Regions from separate parts of the Mus musculus genome. Here region 2 is linked to region 1. The links are chromatin contacts, called in public Hi-C maps. All regions are on one chromosome and are shown on one strand. Each heading gives the region's core, a stretch centred on a gene start, on an enhancer-like site or on the middle of the called end of the contact. The rest is flanking DNA. Distances are from core to core; before and after follow the strand shown.

Evidence for each region. A called contact is a pair of places that touch in the nucleus more often than the background predicts.
Region 2: a Hi-C map of the N1E-115 cell line shows a contact between it and region 1, with 2.5 times the contacts expected there. The contact joins two enhancer-like sites. A contact is called at or near these places in 4 of 484 Hi-C or Micro-C datasets (the N1E-115 cell line, Sertoli cells, cortical neurons and 1 more) and 2 of 115 datasets of contacts at active chromatin or transcription factors (DN3 thymocytes and the SCID.adh cell line).

The regions. Positions count from the first base shown.
Region 1 is chr4:14,963,424-14,970,050 of GRCm38.p6, reverse strand. It overlaps Necab1 (N-terminal EF-hand calcium binding protein 1), which reads left to right. Exons shown (of 13, transcript NM_178617.4): 10 at 4,033-4,145. Among named protein-coding and RNA genes, the nearest start is that of Gm11837, 36 kb to the right of the region's middle. Within about 2 kb of position 2,525, at least 25 of the 459 cell types and tissues checked have an H3K27ac peak or open chromatin away from gene starts, as enhancers often do. A contact at or near this core is called in the N1E-115 cell line and the SCID.adh cell line, where this site is marked.
Region 2 is chr4:15,037,828-15,044,461 of GRCm38.p6, reverse strand. The region is part of intron 5 of Necab1 (N-terminal EF-hand calcium binding protein 1); the gene reads left to right. Among named protein-coding and RNA genes, the nearest start is that of Gm11844, 19 kb to the right of the region's middle. Within about 2 kb of position 2,106, at least 3 of the 459 cell types and tissues checked have an H3K27ac peak or open chromatin away from gene starts, as enhancers often do. A contact at or near this core is called in the N1E-115 cell line and the SCID.adh cell line, where this site is marked.

The sequences.
Region 1 (6,627 bases), core at 1,276-3,775:
AGTGTGGAAGACATCCTCCTCTGCTTGCCTGCAGAAGACAGTCTCCTGCTGGCTACCTTCGAATCAAGATATGGAACTCTCAGCTCCTTCTCCAGCATCATGTCTGCCTGCAGGTTGCCATGCTTCTTGCTATGATGATAGTGGACTGAACCTCTGAAACTCTAAGCTAGCCCAAATTAAATATTTGCCTTTAAAAGAGTTGCCTTGGTCATAGTGTCTCTTCACAGCAATAAAACTCTAATTATGACAATGCCTTAGCTCACAATCTGAGATCTATGCATATTATTAAGTCCTCTTTGTTAGGAATTGTTCTATGGAGGTCTGACAAACATGAGCTGTAGATAAAGTGAACTAAAAGGAAATAGAGAGACAGAAAGACAAAGACAGAAAGGCAGAGATCAAACTGGGCCATAAAGGCATAAATGGGGTGGGTGGATGAGAAGCACGCGTCCTTCACTGCTTGATTGCAACAATGAATTCAAGCTGAGAGACACCTTTCAACTAGGAAATTCTATGATTAGACACTGAGTCTCAGTTCCTGGAATAGCCTTGCAGCCCAATTGTTTCTGTGAAAAATGTTTTCCTGGATCATTAACCTCTGTGATCATCTGTAAAAGCCAACTGAAGAGCATCCCCTTCCTGGGGAACTGGGCTGGAATATACTATTCATAGCCTGTTGAGTGTTCCTATATTCTTGTCCACAATGTATTGTCAAATGTAGTTCTAACAGCAAAACAGCTGAAGAGTTTAATAAGTCATTGTCAATGCAATGCTGTTTCTCAAGAATCTGTTAGACTTCTTAACAACTTATATATAGTTAACTTCATGTGTGCACTAGTATCATTAGTCTTATTATTTTGCTAAGTCATTTAAAGACAAGAAGTGGTGTGTGTGTGTGTGTGTGTGTGTGTGTGTGTGTGTGTGTGCATGTGGCACTGGGGATTGAGCTAGGATTTGTGCATGCTAGGCCAGTGCTCTACTATGAAACATAGCCCTAGAAGTCAGTCTTTATCCATCACTGCAACTCAGAACTCAGCATGTAGTATTTACTAACATAAAATTAAAAAGCATATGTTGGTATGCTAGTTACTGCTGGGAAGACACACTATGACCTAGTCAACTTTTATAAAAGAAAGCATTTAATTGGGGGCTTGCTTACAGTTTCAGAGTCTTATTCCATTATCATCATGGCGGGGAGACTGGCTGCATGCATCGCAGCATACGTGGTGCTGAAGCAGTAGCTGAGAACTATGTCCTGATCTGCATGTCAGTCAAGAGGGTGGGGGGAGAAGGAGAGAGGCAGGGAGGGGCGAGGCTGATTGGTCAAAGCTCTTCCCCAGTGACATACTTCCTCCAACAATGTCACACACTATTTCAGTAAAGACACATTTTCTAACCCTAATTCTGTCAAAGAGGACCACTTCCCTTGGTGACGTTGTATGAGCCTAGGGGCAATTCTTATTCAAACCACCACAAGTATAGTTTCTACAATGCAATCAGTGTTTGACAAATAATAGCTATTTAACAAGCACTGAGAAATTGAATGGAATAGGGAACAGAAGATCAGGGGTTGAACTGTAGTCTCTATGCTACATGATTATCAGTATTGGACAAGTTTTGCTTGTATTCCATATAATTCTGGTGAGTTGTCTTTTAAATTTGATCTTGCATTTTTGTGAGGCTATGTTCATACTTTCTGAATTTTTCTCTCAATCCTGAGACCTATACTTCCATGAAAGGCACACAGGCAGAGCTCTAGGGAAGTCTTTAAACTGAAATTGTTATAATGGTAATGAGATTTGTTGGGGAAAGCAGTTAGTACCCAACCCATTGTGAACTATTAAATGGGTGTATTTAGCAAAATTTTTTGTTGCTGTGGCAAAATATTTGACAAAAGCAACTTAAGGAATAGTAAGAAAGACCTTACTGTTTAGTTGGCCTTTGAAGGTATACTGCACCATAGCAGAGAAGTAAGCAGCAGGACGTGGAGGTGGCTGGTTATATTGTGTCCACATCAGGAAGCAGAGACTAAATGTTGGTGCTCAGCTTGCTTTCACCTTATTCAGAACAGGACCACAGCTCAGAGAATGATGCCCACTACAGTTAAGCTAAGTCATTCCAGCTAAGTTAACCCAATACAGAAACTCCTTCACTGACCGTTTGTCTCTTAGGTGATTCTAGATCTGGTCAAGTTATTGGTATCAAACATCACAAAGGGTTACGGCATTCTGAATAGCACATGTTGTAAATGGGCAAAATATGATAGCCTATTGAGGTTTGGTCTCTTGCTGTATACTATAATGTTAAATACTGGCCCTCAAGGTCTGGTGGCTCTCAGGAACAAGGAGATCCTCACATAAACCAAGTGATGCTGTGTAACTGTTGTAGCCCCTGAATTACTGATGCTATCTCTCTGTGGTTAATTGCCCTGCTTCTTGGAAGCCTCACCAAAGAGACTCCAATGTTGTAGACAGTTTGCCTCTGCATATTTTCCCACAGAAGCCCTGCCCCTTCTGTGGCAAGCACAGTATGCAGGCAGCTGGTTTCTGCACTGTGTCCCCCTGCAGCAAACCCAGGGCTCCCTCCCTGTCTCTAGCCACTCTGAGGAAACCCAGCCCAGGCTAGGATGACACTGCCCATAAACCCCCCTTAATAAAACACCCAGCGGAGCCAGATGCTAGCTTGAGCTGGCCTCCCTGCCTCTGTGAATCTAGCCCTCCCTCTGAGAGCTCTCCAGGTGCTTGTCTTTGAGACCTTTAGAGAAATAAATTCAAAGAAGATTAAGGCCCCACGTTTAAATCATGGAGAAAAGGTAATCAGAGGTCACAGATAGTTAATGCCCAGCCATAAAATTAGTCCCTGATAACCCCACAACAGACACCGATTTATCCCCCTCCCAGCTTCAGTTCTGTCCCACCAAATGATTACAGCCCTCCACTCCCCTTTTCCCAGAGAATTCAGGGGATTCCTAACTATACTGTATATAAACCCAATGTTTTACAGACTCAGCATCGCATGCCTGCATTTACCCTGTGAGTGTGGGGCATGTGATCTAAGTCAAGACTTGAAACACTAAAAAGACTTTTGCAAGTTGCAGTTGAATTCACAATTCTTGGGCTCAGTCTGGGTTTCCCATGGACTCAGGGCATAACATAACCTTGCTCCCCAAGTTATCCCTGATTGGTCAATAAAGATGCCTACAGCCCATAACTGGACAGAAGAGAAGTAGGTAGGACTTCAGTTCCCAGGCCTGGAGTCTGAGGCAGGACCACTCTGACTGAGGAAGAGAAGGTGGAAAGAGAAGAAGATGCCATGTGGTAAGGGATCCTAAGAACTGTCCATGAGGGCTGGCCAGTTGGAATAAGTAGCCCAAGCCGAACATGGCAAGTCATATCTTGGGTTTATTTACAGGGAAGTAGACAAAATAGCCATGGAGGGTTAAAAGCTGCCCAGCACTAGTGCCGTTAAAGCTTATTGTAAATATGAGTTTTGTGTCTTTTATGTGGGAACTGAATTATCTAAGGCAGATTAGAAACCCCCCAATTAATATTAATATTTGCCACAATACCTTTTAAATCACTGGTGAAGCATTAGAAATGCATCAGTAAGCTCACATTCTTAAAAAGCAAATTTGTAGTAACCGCCCATTATCTGGTGTCACAAAATATCCAAGAAACTGAGCTATGCAGAGACCCATAGAAGTTCTCTTTAAAACTTAGCAGCTTTGGGGCAGTGGCAACGACTGCCCCATCAAATGCACTTCGGGAAGTTTTAAGATGCTGGTGCCTATGTTCTGCTACCTCTGCCCCACAGAGAGGTGATGCTGAAATCTCCTGGGTGATTCTAATTGGCTGTCTTGCTTTGAAAGAGGATCTGTCTCTCGCAAAGGGCACTTTGTTTAGCTTCCGTTGCTACATAGTTTCAGGCTTCTGTATCACTTCGGGTAGGGAATAGTTGCATCTTTCCCGGTTAAGTTTCTGGCTGGCAGTCCTGTGGGTGCCTGTGAGACAATAACCTCCCTTTCCTCCTCAGCACATCATGCTTGTGCAGCGCCAGATGTCTGTGACAGAAGAGGATCTGGAAGAATTCCAGCTTGCTCTGAAGCACTATGTGGAGAGTGCTTCAGCTCAAAGTGGATGCCTGCGGTGAGTGCTCATATGCAAGCCAGCCCCTCCCCCACTGCCAGCCTTTCACCCTTGGCAAAAGTGGGAGGTTTGATGGGGGTGGGGGGAGGTTCCAGAGCATTCTTCAGTATGAGGTTTTAGCTAGAGCAATAAGACAATTAAAGGAGATCAAGGGGATACAAATTGGAGAAGAAGAACTCAAAAGTATCACTAGTTGCAGATAATATGATAGCGTATACACAAGTGACCCCAAAACTTCCACCAGAGAAAAATTATCAAGCTGATAAACACCTTCTGTAAAGTGGCCGGACACAAAATTAACTCAGAAAAACCAGTAGCCTTCCTTTATATAGGCATTTTCAAATCCTCCTGTTAAATTCTGCGGAGCCATCCAGCCATCTAGGTTATGACATTTGCAGAGTTTAGCAGGATATTTTGTTTGATCCTTGAACCAGCGTTGATTTAATCATTTGGCACACCGAGGGAAATAAAATGGAAATAAACTGTGAATGAGGAAGGTTTCAAATAGATCGAAATTTCCCCCTTCTGCACACAGCAACCAGCACTCGTTGAAAATCATCTTTGTAGAGAAGGCTTTCACTCATGGGGGTCTGGCTTTGATTGCCCTGTGGACTAATGATCATTTCTGCCATTGTGGAAATAGAAGGGCTCTCCAAAATTATGCTCTCAGACCATGATTATTTCACAGAAGCAGCGGCAGCATTTATTTTCTCTCTTCACTTCATAGCTTCCTCTCAGCTGTTATGTAAAGAGTAATAGAACATGCTAAACTGCATCTGTAGTTTCTTGATATGACTGGTCCCGTAAATCAGTATGTGCATCATTTTCCACAAACAATGGTAGAATTCCTGCCATGGGAACTCTACAGTGCCCCTCCAAGGCATATCCTGTCGAATGCTAGCTCTTTGTCTAGACACGGAATCCCATATACACGGTCATCTGTCCATAATCCAGCAGTATGTGTTGCTTCTTAACATGCCTCAGACCTGGCCAGGCTGCTCCTTAAATATCCACTCAGCTGCTCTCTCATGCTGTCAGACATCCACAGCACAGGCCCAAACTCACCTGTTTTCAGAAAACTTCCACAACATATACCCCTTCCTGTGAAATTATTTCAACTGCATTCCCTAATGGTCTTTAAACATTAGCAGATGTGTGTTTGTGTGATGTACAACTGTCTTCATAGAAACACATGTATTATGTCTGTGTTCTGCTCTTCTTCCTGGTGGTTAATTAATTTTTTATTTATGGTGAAACCTACTTATCAGGTCTTGGGAAAAAAGCTAGAAGGAAACGGGAATTAAAGCCAGGGATACACAGCCTTGTGTCTTGGGCAATCTCACTGACTGCAAACCTCAACTTTCATCATCAAGAACCTCATGAAGGCAGACATGCTCACACCGGCCTGTGGTCCCAGCTCCTTGAGACAGGAAGATAACGCAATGAGGCATTGCCGAAGTGACAGAATGAGTTCAAGTCCAACCTGGGCAATTTTAGTGAGACTTTCTCTCAAACACAGAAAGAATTATGAATGTACTACAGAGGTAGAACTTGACTAGCATGTATTAGCCTTTGGATTCAATCCTTAGTACACACACACACACACACACACACACACACACACACACACGTCTCATGAAATGTTTATATGTAACGTTTATGTGTGAACTACCCAACAGTATCTTCCATCCACTGAGGAATGAAATGTGAGCTGCAGTCACCAATGCCTTCTTCCTGGCTGCTCTCCCATCTCTGCAGTATGAGCATCACTAACTCCTCACAACTTCCCAGTGTGGCCTCTGTAACAGACACTAGGAAAGGCTGCACTTCCTTGATTGCTATTCTACTTTGTGTCAGGGTCATAAAAGCACAAATAAAAGCATTTTACTCTTGGAAGAATTAGAGATTTGCCAAGGCAGGGGTGTATGTAGTTTTTCAAAGCCTACTCATTTAAAAATAAAACTGCTTCAAAAATACAGAAAGGCACCTATGCAATTGAAGAAGGTTGAACTCAGTAAATGCTTTTTGAACTGACAAAGATAGAAAGAAGAAAAGTCTATGCCAAATTCCCATGCTGGTTAGATGTTTTATATTCATTAAAAAGGTACAAAAGTTTTCAAGATTCTGAAACACTATTTTCAAATGCTGTGGAACCTGGGTGCAAATAGCCCCAGAAGAGAAGGAACCTGCTGTGGGTGGGTCAGAGAGTTAGAAAATCTGTGATGCTTGGTGCAAACCATGCGGAATCAGGAAGAACTGTCCCTGCTGTGCATGGAGGCGAGGAGAGGAGAGAATCCATTTCCTGAAGGATAGACGTGCAGCCTTGCCTTTTCCTTCAAACACCGCTGTGTTTCTTAGTGGACTTCATGCACTTCATGCAGATTCTGCAGCTAATTTCGTTTGCAGGGGTCGTCAGGATGTATACAGATGTAATGAGTGTCAGAAAACGACCACACGGGTGGAACACCTGTGGAAGAGACAT
Region 2 (6,634 bases), core at 857-3,356, 75 kb before region 1:
AAGCTCTGACCCAGGTCTAAGCTCTACAGTCTTCTGTACTTAGCAAAAGGTAACAGTAGGCTCCTAGAGAGGATACTCAAGTAGATTGTCTATGGCATAGTCCTCACATTGGAGGCCCTTGTAAGCTTCTGCATAACTGCTGACCCAGAAGCTAAGCAAATCCTAGGCAGAAGACCCCACTACTTCTGACTGGACAAAGAGGGACAGATCTGAGGTGAGCAACAAGTGAGTGTGACCTTTGAGGTGATGTGAAGGTGGGAAAAGTGTTGAACTTACTGATACCATTTGTGAGGAGATGTGGGTAATTAATCCATGCAGAGATCACCAGCAAGGCGAAGGCTGAGTGGGTAGAGAACAGAGCTCATAGCCAAGGCTGGGCTGGCTCAGGACTTGGATTGCCTCTCCTTTGATAACTATGGCACTGGTACTTTCTTGCCATTGCTGAAGCCACACCCTATTCTGGTGGCTGATGTGACTCCCTATAGCCAAGTTACCAGATGAACACTTCTGACTCTTCCTTGCTGCTAGCACAATGCTTGAGTACCTATGAAGAAAATGGAGATGAGGGTGCTGAAGAGATGGCTCTGTGGCTAAGAGCACTTGCTATGCTTGCAGAGGACCTAAGTTCAGTTCCCAGCACCCATAACTTGACAGCTCATAACTCATAACTGCCTGTGTTCCAGGAGTCCCAGCACCCACTTCTAGCTCCACGGGCATCTTTACACAGGGGGCACACATACATGCATACATTTAAATACACTTAGAAGCAAAGATGAAGAATAAAGGCTATAACACAATGGAGCTTAGGAAAAACGGACTAATCAGCTTTTACATAGTTATTTAGAGTCTTCAGTATTCTTTAATGTGCACTATTCTTTTTCTCTTTAAAATTAATATTTTAAATTAGCATAAAAAGTAATGGTTTTCATTATGTATTACAGCACACTCTATCTTTTATCCGTTTCTCTCTGTCTTCCCCCTCATTCCTGTCCTGCTTTTGATGGTCACCGTCCTCCCCAAAAGTTCCACAAGTCCTCACTCCTCCTCTTTTCATATAACATGTAGTCTTAAAACAAAGGTTTCTGTAGTTAAAACACAATAAAGTAAACAGTACTACTTTTATGCAGCAAAAAAAAGAACAAGAGTGGAAACATGGGTGGCAGGGTGGGTGGAGCTTGAGAAAAGAGAATGAAGTATTGATATGATTTTACAACATTCATGAAAATTAGAGATCTGCATGGGGGCAGGTTAGCTGAATTTGTGGTCTCTCGTTTCTCCTGTGGTTTGTGCTAATCCTGAGCCTGGATTGGACAGCTCTCCAATGTCTATCTGAGCTGTCTTCACATCAGTAACTGCCTTCTGTACATACCAAGGGCCTCTGCTGGACACATTAGGCTGATGATTTTCCTACATCCCTGCCATCCAGTTTGTACCCCCACGGAGTGGCTGATATCCTAACTGGAAAGAGTCTTCTAAGTGCATTGGAAGTAGGAGAAAAAAACAAAGCACTATAAGCTATACAGGCAGAGCAGGTACTGTTGATCTTCCTACTGGAGGGATGCATTTGTAGGTGTCCAGTACTCCTGCCAAGCGCTGGAGTTTTCTGAGTCTACAGCCATGTGTGACAGGTGGCCCAGGGGCCAATCATCCCATGGGTCTCAAATTCAGGCCTATCAAACCCAGGGTTTGTCTCATCTGGGCTTTTCCCTGAGCACTGTCCTCATCTGAGCTTCCCACCACATGTTTTTCTCAGTGTCCAGTCCTCCTGCACTTGGCAGCTGTCTCTGAGACCTGGGATGGCAGCAGGTAAAATTCAGACTCCCTGACATGAGGTTCCTCTGCGTACTTGGTCCCCTGGAGGGGGTGCACAATATTTGTGTTATTGTTTCATCCCAAATGCTGTTGCCCAGTGACCCCCTCATAGAGCCTAACCCCTCTCTTCCTCTCCTTCTCTGCTGAGAAGGTGGAGCCCTCTCACCCCCAAATGCCCCCCCTCTGGTGCATCAAGTCTCGGCCAGATTAGGCTCATCCTCTGCCTCTGAGGCCAGACATCCCTGTTGGGAAACAGATACCACAATCAGGATACAGCTTTAGTGAGAGCCTCAGCTTCAGAAGCACTTAAAAAAAAAAAGATTTTATCTTAATATAGCAGCCTGCCAGTGCCCTCCAGTCAAGCAGAGAGAAAATGTGATTCCTCCCCACTGTCGAGTTCTCCCTCCAGTGGAATCGATGTCTTAGTAAAACCTGCAGCTTATGCACGCAGTTCCTACTCAATATTATCCACTGGGCAGCCACCCATCTAGACCTGTTTGTATTGGTTGTCTTTTTCTGCAGGTCACCTAGCCTAGCCCCTCTCAGTGCTTCTCAGAAGTGCTATATCACTGCTTTGTGGGGTTCTGGGAGCTCTCCAGGAAGTGAGTCTCTCTCTTTCTCTTGTGCTAACTCTTAACTGGATCACATGGAGACAACTTCTATTCCACCACCTTACTCAGAAGTTTTATTTGTTCTTGGTAGTATCCTAGTAAGGCATGCTACACAGATGACAATATTCCACTTCCAACGTGAGGAAAAAGCATCTCTCAGTTATTAATTGGCTTACTGAGGCCACAAAGATAGATTTAAACCAAGAAACCTTCACTTTCTCTTTATATACTTTTTAACATCTGTTTAGTTGTTCGTGCATATAGGTGTGTAGGTGTGTGGGCACATGTACGTGGTGATGCCCATGTTTGGATCACTGGACAATTTGAGGAGTTGTTTTTTTAGGAAACTAAGGCATCACATGCCTTCCCTCCATGAGCCATCTAATCAGCCCCCCTTTATAAATTAAGGTTTTTATAACTTCATATTTAACATTACAAATGTAAAATCATAACATGAATCACTATGAAAACCTTCTAGTGTTAGCTACTTTGGATTTATTTTTTAAATAATTGACCTCTTGAGTGTTCACCTGTGGAAAGATCTGGAGATGTCCAGCCTGTTTCTTATATTCTTCTCATGCACAGTTTTTACACAATTGAACAAGGAGTTTGGTGCAAGAAATTATGGACAGAAGCAATGATACTTCAATGCTTAAATAATAATTACTGAAATCAAAAGAAAAAGACACATAAGCAAAGTTCTAAGCAAAAGAATTTGTAGATTTCTATAGTTGGATATCATCAGAGAAGATTGAATGGTGTAAGTTGCATTTCCTGTCAGAGAGGTAATATTTAACCCTGGTGTAGTGCACATGCCTATGATTACAGAAGTAAGGGGCTGAGGCAAGGAGAGCATGAGCTCAAGGCAAGCCTGGGCTACAAAGTTAAAGATGTACTGACCTTTCAGCTTACAAGAAGCTGAAATATATCCCCATCCAAATATAGTGCTGTCAAGAACAACAAACACTAGTGGCCTCCAGTTGACATATTTTCCAGATAGCTAGCTCTATTTCTTGACTAATTCATTTTTTCATCTTTTCACATTAAACACCATGGTAACATCTGTAAATATTTTCACACACTAACTGTGTGAGAGTTGACTATCTTATTCCACTGGCAAAACTGTGTCTGCTAACATAGCTGAACAGCAGTTAACTTTTAGATACTTAACACACTTGAAAATGTGAAAATCCCAATTCTCCTTTGCTTTTCTATTCCTAAAGTTTTCCCCTCTGTTTTGTCATTTTTATATAAATTTTGTCACTGGTCTTTACTCTTTACAAGTGCCTTTCACTGGAGTTGTTGAGACTTGTACAAATCTCAAACTTTGTAATTTTGAGAGAACTATGTAGATTCATCTGTGTTCTTTTTTAAGGTACATGCATGTCTTAGTTGGGGTTTTACTGCTGTGAAAAGACACCATGACCAAGTTGTCTTTTAATTAAGACAACATTTAATTAGGACTGGCTTATAGGTTCAGAGATTCAGTTTACTATCATCAAGGCAGGAACCTGGCAACATCCAGAAAAGCATGGTACAGGAGATGCTGAGAGTTCTACATCTTCATATAAAGGCTGCTAGCAGAATACTGGCTTCCAGGCAGCTAGGATGAGGGTCTTAAAGCCCACACCCACAGTGACCACCTACTCCAACAAGACCACACCTTCTAATAGTGCTACTCCCTGGGCCGAGAATATAAACTGTCACAGTGCATTTCTGTTTATTCAACCTGACTTTTCTCTCTTACTAATTTTTTTACAGTATTTAATACAGATTCAAATGATTCCTTAGGTCAATCCATAGAGTTTATATTTGGTCTCTCATGAGCAGTGTTTTAGCGAATGACTATCTCAAGTGCCCTTGGCAACTCCACTGGCTACTCTCTTGAGTAGATGCTCCATCAGTAAAGTGGGGTTGGCTTCCTTTGTTGTGTTCTAGTCTTGAGCCCTGAGATCTGTTGCCACCATAGGCCTGTGTGTCTTCCAGGAAAACCAACAAGTCTCCATAGCCTTTCACTTCTCACATCTTCCTCCACTTTGCTAATCAGAAACTTGAAAATGTATGTGATGGTTTGGATATGCTCAGCCCAGGGAGTGGCACTATTAGGAGGTGTGGCCCTGTTGGAGTGGGTGTTTCACTGTGGGTGTGGGCTTTAAGATACTCCTTCTAACTGTCTGGAAGTCAGTCTTCCATTAGCAGCCTTCAGATGAAGATGTAGAACTCTCAGCTCCTCCTCCACCATGTATGCCTGCATGCTGCCATGCTTCTATCTTGATGATAATGGACTGAATCTCTGAGCCTGCAAACCAGCCCCAATTAAATGTTGTCCTTTATAATACTTGCTTTGGTCATGGTGTCTGTGCACAACAGTAAAACTGTAACTAAGAAAGTTTACGTGCATTGTTAATATATAAGGCAACAATAAATTGTCTCTCCTTAAGAACATTGTGCAAGATATAGTTTTTAAAAGGTTAAGCTACTAAATATTACATATAAAAACATGCTAAAACTTCAGTGGATTTTTAAAATGTATTTTAATTCAGAAGACAAAAAATGTCAAAAATGTACAAAACAAAAATATGCATTAAATTAATTGTTAATGCGAACAATAAATATATACTTGATGTTAAATGAAGAGAGACCAGTGTCACCTGAGTGGCCACAAATGTGAAAGTCTTACACAAGCACCAAAGAATGTACAGAATTTTAATGAAGAATAGATAGGAGAGTCAGTGAGTGATGACATTTCTTTGACCTTTTAAAGAGACACTTTTCAAGGCTGGCTCTGCTAGAAGCACTCTCTCATGCACAGAAAAGTTGTCATTTAGAATGGGTGAAGTCAGAGCAGCAATGTGCAAATTTACAAAGTTTCATACTATTTACTGTTTCCTCAATGAGTATACATGGCAGGCAGAGTGAGCTTGGAAAACATCTTGAGTTGACATGATTTAGAATAGCTCAACAGAGTTCTAACAGTATAGCTCAGTATCAGAGCTTCTTCTAGCACTCAAAATACCCTAGATTTGATCCCCAGCCTGTAAAAGACAAAGCAAAGCAAAACACCAACAAAGTCCTACAACTGTGACAGAAGCCAGTTTGATATCTCCCAAAGCAGGGGAATCCCATTAAAAATCACATTTTGTGATTACATTATATTATTTGATAATATTCCCAGTCTTTCCAACCCTCTGCTTCCTGCCTCCCCCTCAGTCAATAACAAGAACTATAAGAAACTATTTTATTTTAGATAATGTACTTAAGGAAGCTAGGACAAACCCCACACCCACAGGGCCACACCGACTGCAACAAGGCCATGCCCTCTAATAGTGCCACTCCTTAGGCTGAGCATATACAAACTATCACATTCTATTCCTTATATCCCATAGAGGAGTTGCACAACACAACTTAGTATTCATCTGTCAAGAGAATCATGTTTGATGTGACTCATTTCTTTTGCCTGAAGAAAAAAAAATGCAGGAAGAAAGATTCAAAAATTGCTTGCCACTGTATTTCTCGGGCATCAATTATGATCATAAGAAAGGTTGGGTTTCTTTTCAAATATTAGACAATTACATTTATTTATTTATTTATTTATTTATTTATTTATTTATTGTGTGTGTACATAAGTATGCACACGTGTTTGCTCCTTTCATACACTTGCTTGTTTTCTGTCATCTCTAAAATTGAGCATGTTTACTTCCGCCATAATATTTCTCTGTTTTTTTCTTGGGAAGCCTTACTGTGCATGGTTTGGCCCATTTCTCTACTCATGTATGTGTTATTCTAGGTATTTCAATGAATGCTAAAGATGGGTTTTTTCCCCCACTGCTTCTAGTAAAAAACTACTACTGATATATAGAAAAACTTTAATGAAAAATGCCGTTGTTGATCTGCATGATTTCATGTTATTAGCAGCCACGAGTAAGTCGAGAAGCAGGAAGCCAATGCTGCTAGGACTGAGTGTGTTGCCCTTGAGTTTATTTTCACATGATCTGAGCACAGAGGATAGATAAAACCCAAGAGTGTATGCTGACAACATAGTAGCAACTTCATTAAGTGTTCAGAACATATTTGTGTAAAGACTTTTCTTTGTTTAGTCAGGAACATCAACTTATACAGTTTCTCAGTCTTTCCTCACACAGTCATATGCTCTTCCATATTATTTAGATTACTACTGATAATAATAATAATAATAATAATAATGTTTCAAC